Linked DNA regions of Sus scrofa: region 1 is linked to region 2. Evidence: chromatin contacts called from public HiChIP or PLAC-seq data. All regions are on one chromosome and are shown on one strand. The core of a region is the stretch at or near the end of the contact, and the rest is flanking DNA. Distances in the headings are between cores, read along the strand shown. Region 1 holds the start of PIM1 (serine/threonine-protein kinase pim-1). Region 2 has its middle 53 kb from the start of PIM1.

The links. HiChIP or PLAC-seq counts read pairs in DNA pulled down with a chosen protein or histone mark.
Region 1: an H3K27ac HiChIP or PLAC-seq map of skeletal muscle shows a contact between it and region 2. The contact joins the promoter of PIM1 here to the enhancer-like site in region 2. A contact is called at or near these places in 2 of 5 promoter capture datasets (fetal liver and liver), 17 of 47 Hi-C or Micro-C datasets (alveolar macrophages, blood, embryonic fibroblasts and 4 more) and 2 of 2 datasets of contacts at active chromatin or transcription factors (alveolar macrophages and skeletal muscle).

Annotation. Positions count from the first base shown.
Region 1 is chr7:32,785,984-32,790,158 of Sscrofa11.1, forward strand. PIM1 (serine/threonine-protein kinase pim-1) reads left to right here and starts at 2,263. Exons shown (of 6, transcript XM_005665927.2): 1 at 2,263-2,757; 2 at 2,867-2,973; 3 at 3,079-3,129; 4 at 3,214-3,580. The coding sequence starts at 2,676.
Region 2 is chr7:32,733,437-32,737,923 of Sscrofa11.1, forward strand. No RefSeq gene overlaps it. Among named protein-coding and RNA genes, the nearest start is that of PIM1, 53 kb to the right of the region's middle. Within about 2 kb of position 1,720, at least 64 of the 83 cell types and tissues checked have an H3K27ac peak or open chromatin away from gene starts, as enhancers often do. A contact at or near this core is called in alveolar macrophages, embryonic fibroblasts, fetal liver and 2 more, where this site is marked.

The DNA of each region.
Region 1 (4,175 bases), core at 1,013-3,512, 53 kb after region 2:
CTAAATTGACTTTTATAATCATGACCTTTTTTGTGGAGACCCATTTTAGTCTTTCCTTTCGTCAACAATCATTGGACAAAGTATTCATTTAAGGACTAGGGAGAGAAGATATAAATAACTGAAAAGTTAATAAAGAGATTTAAAAAAAAAACCTAAAAAACGTGCGGTTGTCAGATAAGTGGAGTAGATGTGTAATTTCATGCTTGGAGTTTGTTGGGCAATCTGGGGTGGAACTAGAATTGTGTTCTCAAGTCGGCAAAGGCTTTAAATAAAAGAGGGGGAATTCTCAGAGCAGGCTGACTGCCTCTCCAAAGGCACAAAGTCTAAAGTGCTGCGTGAGTGGGAACAAGGGAGAATGGTCCAGTATGGCTTGTGAAAGGAAAGGGAAGGTAGAGGGGTTGGAAATGGTGGTCACATAAATTTATACTTGTTATCTTAGTATCAAGGACAGTTTTGGATGCCAATAGAAGAAAAGCTTTGAATACTCTGGAGTTGAATTTGGGTCATTTCATCTCTTCCTCCCTTAGCTGTTGTATGACCCTGTGTCATCCTATTTATGTTTCATTTTCCTGTCTGTAAAAAAGGGAATAATTCTTGTTCCCTTGGGTTTTCTCATAGTCATCAAAAATGAATGAGTTAGGCCACAGTACACAACAAAAGGGAAATATGTAATATCTTATAAGATAAATTCATAAAAGTTGTGAAACAACTGGGTGTCTTTATAAAACAAGCACTGTAGGAAACTTTTAATGAAACATTTAAACTCATTAATGCCAGCAGATACACAGATCCACGGACTTCCTCATTTTTCCTTTAAGTGGCAGGAACTTGAAAACAATTAAAATAGGATGTAGTTAGCTTTCAATTATTTAGGCTCTGACATTTCAATTTATGGATTACATAGAATTCTAATTTACTCATTTCACACGTCGTTATCAACTCTACATGAAGTTTAAAAGGACAAAGGATGAAAGTCAAATTGGTCAGTTTTCCGTGTTATTTCCAAGGGGGGGCAGGGAAAGGAGGGGCATTTCCTTTGAGTCAAGAATCGGGGGCTGCTAATAATTGCTAGTATTGCCTGACTGGTAATAACAGGCTGATGAAAAGGTGAATACAACGCGAAAGCTGATTAAATCAAGCGCGCCCTCCCACCCCGCTTTAGATGAGGAATTCATCTCTCGCTCCCGCCCTCACAGAAGGGCTGAGACAGCATCTGGCATCACAATACTAACATTTGTTTCGTGATTTCCTCTTTACCGGGCACTCTGACACACATCACTGCTTAGGAATCAGGATTCACTGGAACCTTTCTGCATTTTAAAAATAAAATCTGCTAGGGGATTGGGGGCTGGGGAGCTGATCTTTTCACGGGCTGTGACAACCGCGATCGGGACGCCTCCCCCGAGTGAGCGGAGCTCTCCTCATTTTATTCCGGGCCTGTGACACCTCCACTCCCTGCGTGAAGCCGCTGTGACTCACATCTTGCAGATCCTTCGCCCCCCACGCGCCCCCAACACACAAACCCCGGAGGACCCAACTCGAGCCCACAGAGCGTGATCAACCAGCCCAAGCCGACTTGGAGGTCTCACGTCTGAGTCACACAGAAAGACCACCCTCGTCGGCATCCCCCCCGCCACACACACACCACACACACACACACACACACGGTCCCTCACACCCCGGCGCGCCGGCCGCCTGGCCTCCCCGCCTGTCACACCAACGCCCGTCGTCTCTGCGCAACTTGTTATGCTCCAGCTCAAGCCCTTGACCCAAAAACCCCGAGAAACGGAGAGCCGCAGAGCCGGCCTCGGGCGGCCTTTGATGGCTTTGTTATTGTTTGGGTTTGAATCGATACGCCCCTCCCCATCCTTCCTCCGTGGCTGCTAGACACCCAGCTCCCGCCTCCCATCACGCCCCGCGCCCCTCCCCCTCCATTTTGGCGCCTTTTCCTTCCCGCCACGTCGTGGCGGCGTAGAGACCATTCTGACCGCGAGAGCGGGGCGGGGCGGGAGCGGGGCGCGCCGTGTTATGCAGATAGGTCGGCTTCTGGTTGGCTGGAGATGCGCCGGCGGGGGCGGGGCCGGGGTGCGGCGCCGGAGCGCGCGGGGCGGGGGGGAGGGGAGTCGCCCTGTCCCGCCGCTTCCCCACCCCCTCTCCTCCCTCCGCTGGCCTGGCAGCCCGGCTCCCCGCCTAGGCCTCCTGGAGAGGCCCCGCCCCATCCCCGCCCGCCCGCGCGCCCCCCGCCGGCGCGCTCCGCCCCTTTACTCCTGGCGGCTGGGCGAGCCGGGCGTCTGCTGCAGCGGCCGCGGTGGCGGAGGAGGCCCGAGAGGACTTGGCGGCAGCAGCGGCAGCGGCGGTGGCGGGACCGGCAGCAGCAGCAGCTACAAGCTCCCTGTGCCGCGGCGCTGCCGCAAGAGTCCCACGAGCCGCCCACCCCGCCGCCCTCGGCGTTGCCTGACCCCGCCGGCGTGTCCGCCAGTCTCCAGCCCCGGCGGCGCCCCCAGTCGTCCTCCGACTCGCCCTCGGCCTTCCGCGCCAGCCGCTGCCGCAGCCGCAACGCCACCCGCAGCCTCACCCCCAGCCGTAGGCACAGCCACCGGCACAACCCCAGCCCCAGCTCCTGCTGCTGCAGCTCTTCCAGACGCAGTCCCTACGCCGACACCCTGGAGGTTGGGATGCTCTTGTCCAAAATCAACTCGCTTGCCCACCTGCGCGCCGCGCCCTGCAACGACCTGCACGCCACCAAGCTGGCGCCCGGTGAGTGCCCCCCCCCAAATCGTGGATGGAGGGGCGACTGGACTTCCCAGGGTGGGAGCTGGGGGCACCCGGGCCGGCACTGAGTCCTCTGTGACTCCCCCTTTCCTAGGCAAGGATAAGGAGCCCCTGGAGTCGCAGTACCAGGTGGGCCCGCTACTGGGCAGCGGCGGCTTCGGTTCGGTCTACTCAGGCATCCGTGTCGCCGACAACTTGCCGGTGAGTGGGCGCCCCACCACGGGGAGGGCGCTCCGGGCAGGGGGGCGGCAGGGTGTGTTTGGCTCTGGCGAGGGGACCTAACAGACTCTCTGGGGGGCTTTCCAGGTGGCCATCAAGCACGTGGAGAAGGACCGGATTTCCGACTGGGGAGAACTGGTGAGGGAGCGACCCCAAGGATGGGTGGGGTGAGGGGCACCCTCCGACTCCCGCCCTAACGCAGCCCCCTTGCCCCCTCTGCAGCCTAATGGCACCCGAGTGCCCATGGAAGTGGTTCTTCTGAAGAAGGTGAGCTCGGGCTTTTCCGGCGTCATTAGGCTCCTGGACTGGTTCGAGAGGCCCGACAGTTTCGTCCTGATCCTGGAGAGGCCCGAGCCGGTGCAAGACCTCTTCGACTTTATCACGGAAAGGGGGGCCCTGCAGGAGGAGCTGGCCCGCAGCTTCTTCTGGCAGGTGCTGGAGGCCGTTCGCCACTGCCACAACTGCGGGGTGCTCCACCGCGACATCAAGGACGAGAACATCCTCATCGACCTCAACCGCGGCGAGCTCAAGCTCATCGACTTCGGGTCGGGGGCGCTTCTCAAGGACACCGTCTACACGGACTTCGATGGTGAGCCAGGCCTTGGGGGAGCTGCGCGGGAGGGAGCTGCCCAGGTGACTCGGCCTGGCCTGGAGGCCTCCACAGGCTCCCCTCTCCGGCCCTTTGTAAAGGTCATCGGGCCGCCTGGCTCGATGCTAGCAGGGGTGGGGCGAAAGAGAGCTTCCCAGCCTAGGAAAGCCGGCGATTTCAAGCCAGCAGAACCTGTAATGTTTCTGGCATGATTTTATTTTTTGAGTGGAATTCAGTGGGTTCCAACCTTTCCCGATGAATAAGAGGTTGTGGGCAACCGGCCGTAGCCCAGATTTCTGAAGTCTGACCCAGTTTCCTCCCCAGTAAAAGGATAGGAGGGGGAAGGAGGAGGAGAGAGCGGGAGAGATGAAAATTGATGCCGGTTTTGTAATTTTTGTTTTGTCTTACAAGGGACTTAGTTTTCGGTAAGGTAGTTTTAGAGCTGCAGTTTCTCTCCTTTGATCTAGGGAAGGATAAGGAATAGAAACAGTAGTTGTGCTGAATAATTCGTTTTGTTGATTATTTAATTTTGGGGGGTGTTGTAGGGTGAGGGAATTAAGAATGAATGTTGTGAAATAAGATCTCTTGCTGGTTA
Region 2 (4,487 bases), core at 470-2,969:
CTCTTGTCCAAATCAAAGTCTCAGGTTGTTGCATCTGATTGGTGGAACATAGGTCACATGCCTATATCTTAGCTGCAAGGGAGTCTAAGAAAGCACCTTTCTGGCCTTTACTTTGAGAAGTGGGATTTTTTTTTTTTTTTTTTTTTTTTTGTCTTTTTAGGGCCACACCCTCAGCATATGGAGGTTCCCAGACTAGAGGTCAAATCGGAGCTGTAGCAGCTGGTCTACACCACAACCACAGCAATGCAAGATCTGAGCCACATCTGCGACCTACGTATACCACAGCTCACGGCAATACCAGATCCTTAACCCACTGAGCAAGGCCAGGGATCGAACCTGCATCCTCGTGGATCCTGGTCAGGTTCATTAACTGCTGAGCCATGATGGGAACTCCTGAAGATTTGATTCTTGAGTCCATAAGGCCTCTTGTGGATTTTGAAGGGAGAAGACTCCCTTGCCCAGAAGAGAGACACAGAACTGTCCTCCCATCTCCACAGAGACATGTGCTCACACAGCACCTCTGATCATGGCTTACAGCGTCTGGACCGTGTGGAAGGCTGTGTCCTAAGGAGTCACCACTTTACAGCCCACCTCTTGGCTCACTGTCACTGGATCGCCTCCCCTCTGTAATCCCAGAGTTTTGTGAGGTGTTAGTATTCTCTAAAGGCAATCTTAAATGGTTACTGCAAAGGCAACCTTAGAGGCCTCCCAGGATGATAAAGCTCGCTGGCACTTAAATTCAAAGGGATCTGTTAAAATATGTCTTGTTCTGCATGGTCAAGGTGTGGCATCACAGAATTACATGGGTTCTGCATCTTAGAAGCTTATTCTGTAGTTTAATTGATAAGAGGCAAGAAGCAGACTTAAATGACAAGGAGCTCTCTTGGTGCCAAATGGAAAGGAAATGGCAGGAAGAAGTCACTGCTCCCAGGGTTCAGGACAGCCAGGTCAGCATAGGCTGGGCCAGATGAGGGAAGGCTGCTGAGAAGGGGCACATTGAGGAACAAAGTCGCTAAGGTACAGGCTTGGGAGCAGCAATAAACCTGCATTCTCCCAGACCCGTCCAAAGCAGGTCAGATCCCAAATGTTGAATTCCAATTGCATCGTGTACCCCTCCTTATCATGGCTGGATTTCTTGTCTTGTCTTTTTTTGCCGACTCCCCAGCATGCAGAAGTTCCCAGGCCAGGGATCAAACCCACGCCAAAGCCACGTCCCAGTCGCTGCAGTGATCATGCCAGGTCCTTAACCTCTGCTCCACACAGAAACTCCTATCACGGCTGGATTTCATTTTGGCCATTATTTGATGGATGTCTAACCCTCCACGCCACGAAGAGCTTGCTATTGTGTCCTAGGGTGGGCAGAGGCTGGTGAGGACCAGGTCAGGGCGTGGCGGCCGGGAGGGTGAGGCTGAGAGCCGACATCACAAAGACTGTCTGCAGCCTCCCCCCAACCCCCACTCCTTTCCCCCAGGGAGAAGCAGCTGATGTGTTTCTGCAGTGTTCCAATCCAATTAGTGCCCTCCCCTGCTCCAAGGAGAGGCCCAAGGCACCACTCCCTTCCCTGAGGTAGAGACTCAGCGGAGAGGGGATGCTGAGGAGGTCTGAACACCCTGACCCAGCTCCTCCTGGCAGCGCCGCTGGCTCGCCGCTAGAGAGGCTGCTATGACAGCGCCCGTTTCTAGGCGACTGTTCTGGGGAATGGTCTGTTTTGGCAACCCGAGGGCCCCTGGGTAAGGGGGCGGGGCGCACGCCGCAGCCTCATTTGCATAGCACCCTCCTCCCCTCCCCGAAATGCGCGTCTCTGCGGCAGCCGGGCCGCCTGGCGGCTAAGGCTCCGGCTCTGGCCCCAACGCCAGCCCCAGGCCCGGCTGTGCTGCCACAGCCTTTTTGCCCCAGTTCTACCTCCCTGGGATGTGGAGGCTGCCCGCTGGGCTCGGGCATTTCCGGAAAGGCGGGTGCCCTAGGGAAGTGGGGAAAAGGATGCTTACGGACAAAACACAGGAATGGGGGAGGGGGAATGAAATATAATCTTTTTCAAAGGAGTCAAAGTCACATGGCTTGGTAGCACCAAAATGTATTCTGGATAACAGGGTTGGCTTGCAAAATGTTTATTTAGGTGAACTCTCAGCTAAACCCTGGGAGGTTACTCAGAAAATGTCTTTGGGGCCATGAAATTGCAAGTGTATGTGTGAATTTGGAAATGGGTAGGTCTGGAAAAAATATTTCTTACCTGGAAAAATCAGGCAGTGATATTCTTAGGAGACATTTTCAAATAGTAGCAGGAGGGACTGGGTGACATAGTATTACCATATGAATTTGTTGGAAGAAACCGAAAGAGGAAACAAATCGGTAGATAACTCTAGGAGGTTCCCTCTGCCCTGCACACACCCACCCCACCCGCAAAACACCCGCCAGCTTCAGTCCACGATGCCAGCTGAGATGCCAGGCTCTGAACGCTCAGACCGCAGACCGACATTAACTGCCCAAGGACACATGCCCTGGGCTGGAACCCGAGAAGGGGGTTGGGTAGGGGCAGGTCACCCCAGCTGAGCGATCACATTCCCTGGCAGCTGTCCAAGGGGCAGCTCCAGCTGCACCTGTTTTGTGGGGCGATTTGCTTTTATCAGTATTGACACAGCAGCAGGGCCAGGGAATAGCATAGTAATAAATAAATGAGAGCAAGGGGGGGGAAAAGGGCCGGAGCCACTGAGGCGAGGCAAAAATGCTGAGCTCTTTTTTTTGCTTGTTGTATGTCAGCACGTTCAATCCAGCTTCCCCACCCCTGAAATCTCTGAGGATCATGGTGTAGGCTTGGCATGGGAGTTCTGGGTCTTAAAGAGATAGAATTGCAGAGTTGGAAGCATCTTAAGATCCTTTTGTGCCAGGCATCCCTAACCAACTGATCTCAGGGTTACTTGGTATCTTCACCTGCCACTTATGGTTTGTCAGGAATCTCACAGGAAGGGAGTTCCTTCCTCCCTCTGCCAAGTTTCAGCATCAGGGAGACAGAATGATTAAAGTGTAGGTTTTGGAGTTAGTCAAACCTAGGATCAAATCCTGGCTCTTTCTTGCTGTGTGATTTTGGATATATTAACTAACCACTCTGAGCCGCCCCAGAAATAGAAACAAAACAAAACAATTGTTGCGAGGATGCAAAAGATGGTATAAGCAAAAGCCCAGAATAATTGCTCTGTATATGTTCGCTTGGTTGCTACCTGTCAGCATCACCTCAGGTTTCTTTTAAGGATATGGAGGAAATGCTCCCGCCACTAAAAAACAACACTGAGGGGACTGATCTGTTCCAGACATGGGGGAGCAGAGGCAAGCAAAAGCCTGACATGCTCTTTGTTCCACAACCAGGGCCAACGTGGCCTCTTGGTTTCTCAAGCTTATTTCCAGACCTTGGGGGCTGCAAGCTGACTCATCCCCAAAATAGTACATTAACAAGAAGTGGGATTCAAAGAAACCTGGTATCAGAAGCCACCTGACTGAGCCCAGAAATAAACTGCATTTGCAGAAATTACTAGCAATGAGTAACTACCATGTTGCAGACAGGGCGGTAAGTTCTCCAAGGGGCAGACGTAGCGCAGCCACGAAGAGGGTGAGTTCAAGCGTCAGACCGCTGGACTCTAACCCCAGTGTGACATCTGCTAGTCATGTACCCAAGACAGGCGATTTAACCTCCATAAGCCTCGCTTTCCTTATCTGTAAAATGAGCATAATAACACCCCACAACCTTGTTGTGAGGAAATGTATGAAAACCACGTGGTGAGTGCCTGACGTGGAGAAAGTGCTTAATCATGGTAGCACTGGTGGTCTTATCGCTGTTATATGAAAGAGGCCAGGGACTGTGTCGTATTCGGCCCTGGACCCCCAGATGCTCAAGCAAAGCTTGGCATTTGGTAGGGTATAGTAATGTTTGACAAATGAATGACTAACGAGACCCTTGCCCTCAAGATGTTATATCTTCCCAGGAAATAGAAGACACAAACTGCCTGTGCCACTCACAGTAGGAGACAGCAGAGGGTTAAAAGCCATTCTGCCAGTCCCCAGGCCCCAGAGGCAGACAGTCCCTTTGATCCCTCAGTTTCATCTATCCAGGATGCTTTCAAGAGAGGAAAACAGGAAGTATCTCTGATAGCCCAGCTTACTCTGGGATTTTTGTTTTGTTTTGTTTTTAAATGATGGGGGGAGGGAGGAGGATGATCCTTTGGGTCACATTTTGCCAGGAAATCAGACTCCTTCCTTTCAAATGCCGGGGCTTCCAAAGGGGCAGATAAATAGCAAATAGCCTTGTGCTCAGTGCAGAGAGGAAGATGTGATCCAGAAGTGGCAGGTCTGGCAGGTTGGGCTTGCTTAGTGGACCGTGTTACAGGTACAAGACTCAGGTGTTTCTGGAGCACATGGCCCTTTGCATATTCATTCCCTCTCTCACTGTTGACCAAATGCCTTGGGCTAGACCCTGAAGTTATGGCTCAGTATCAAGT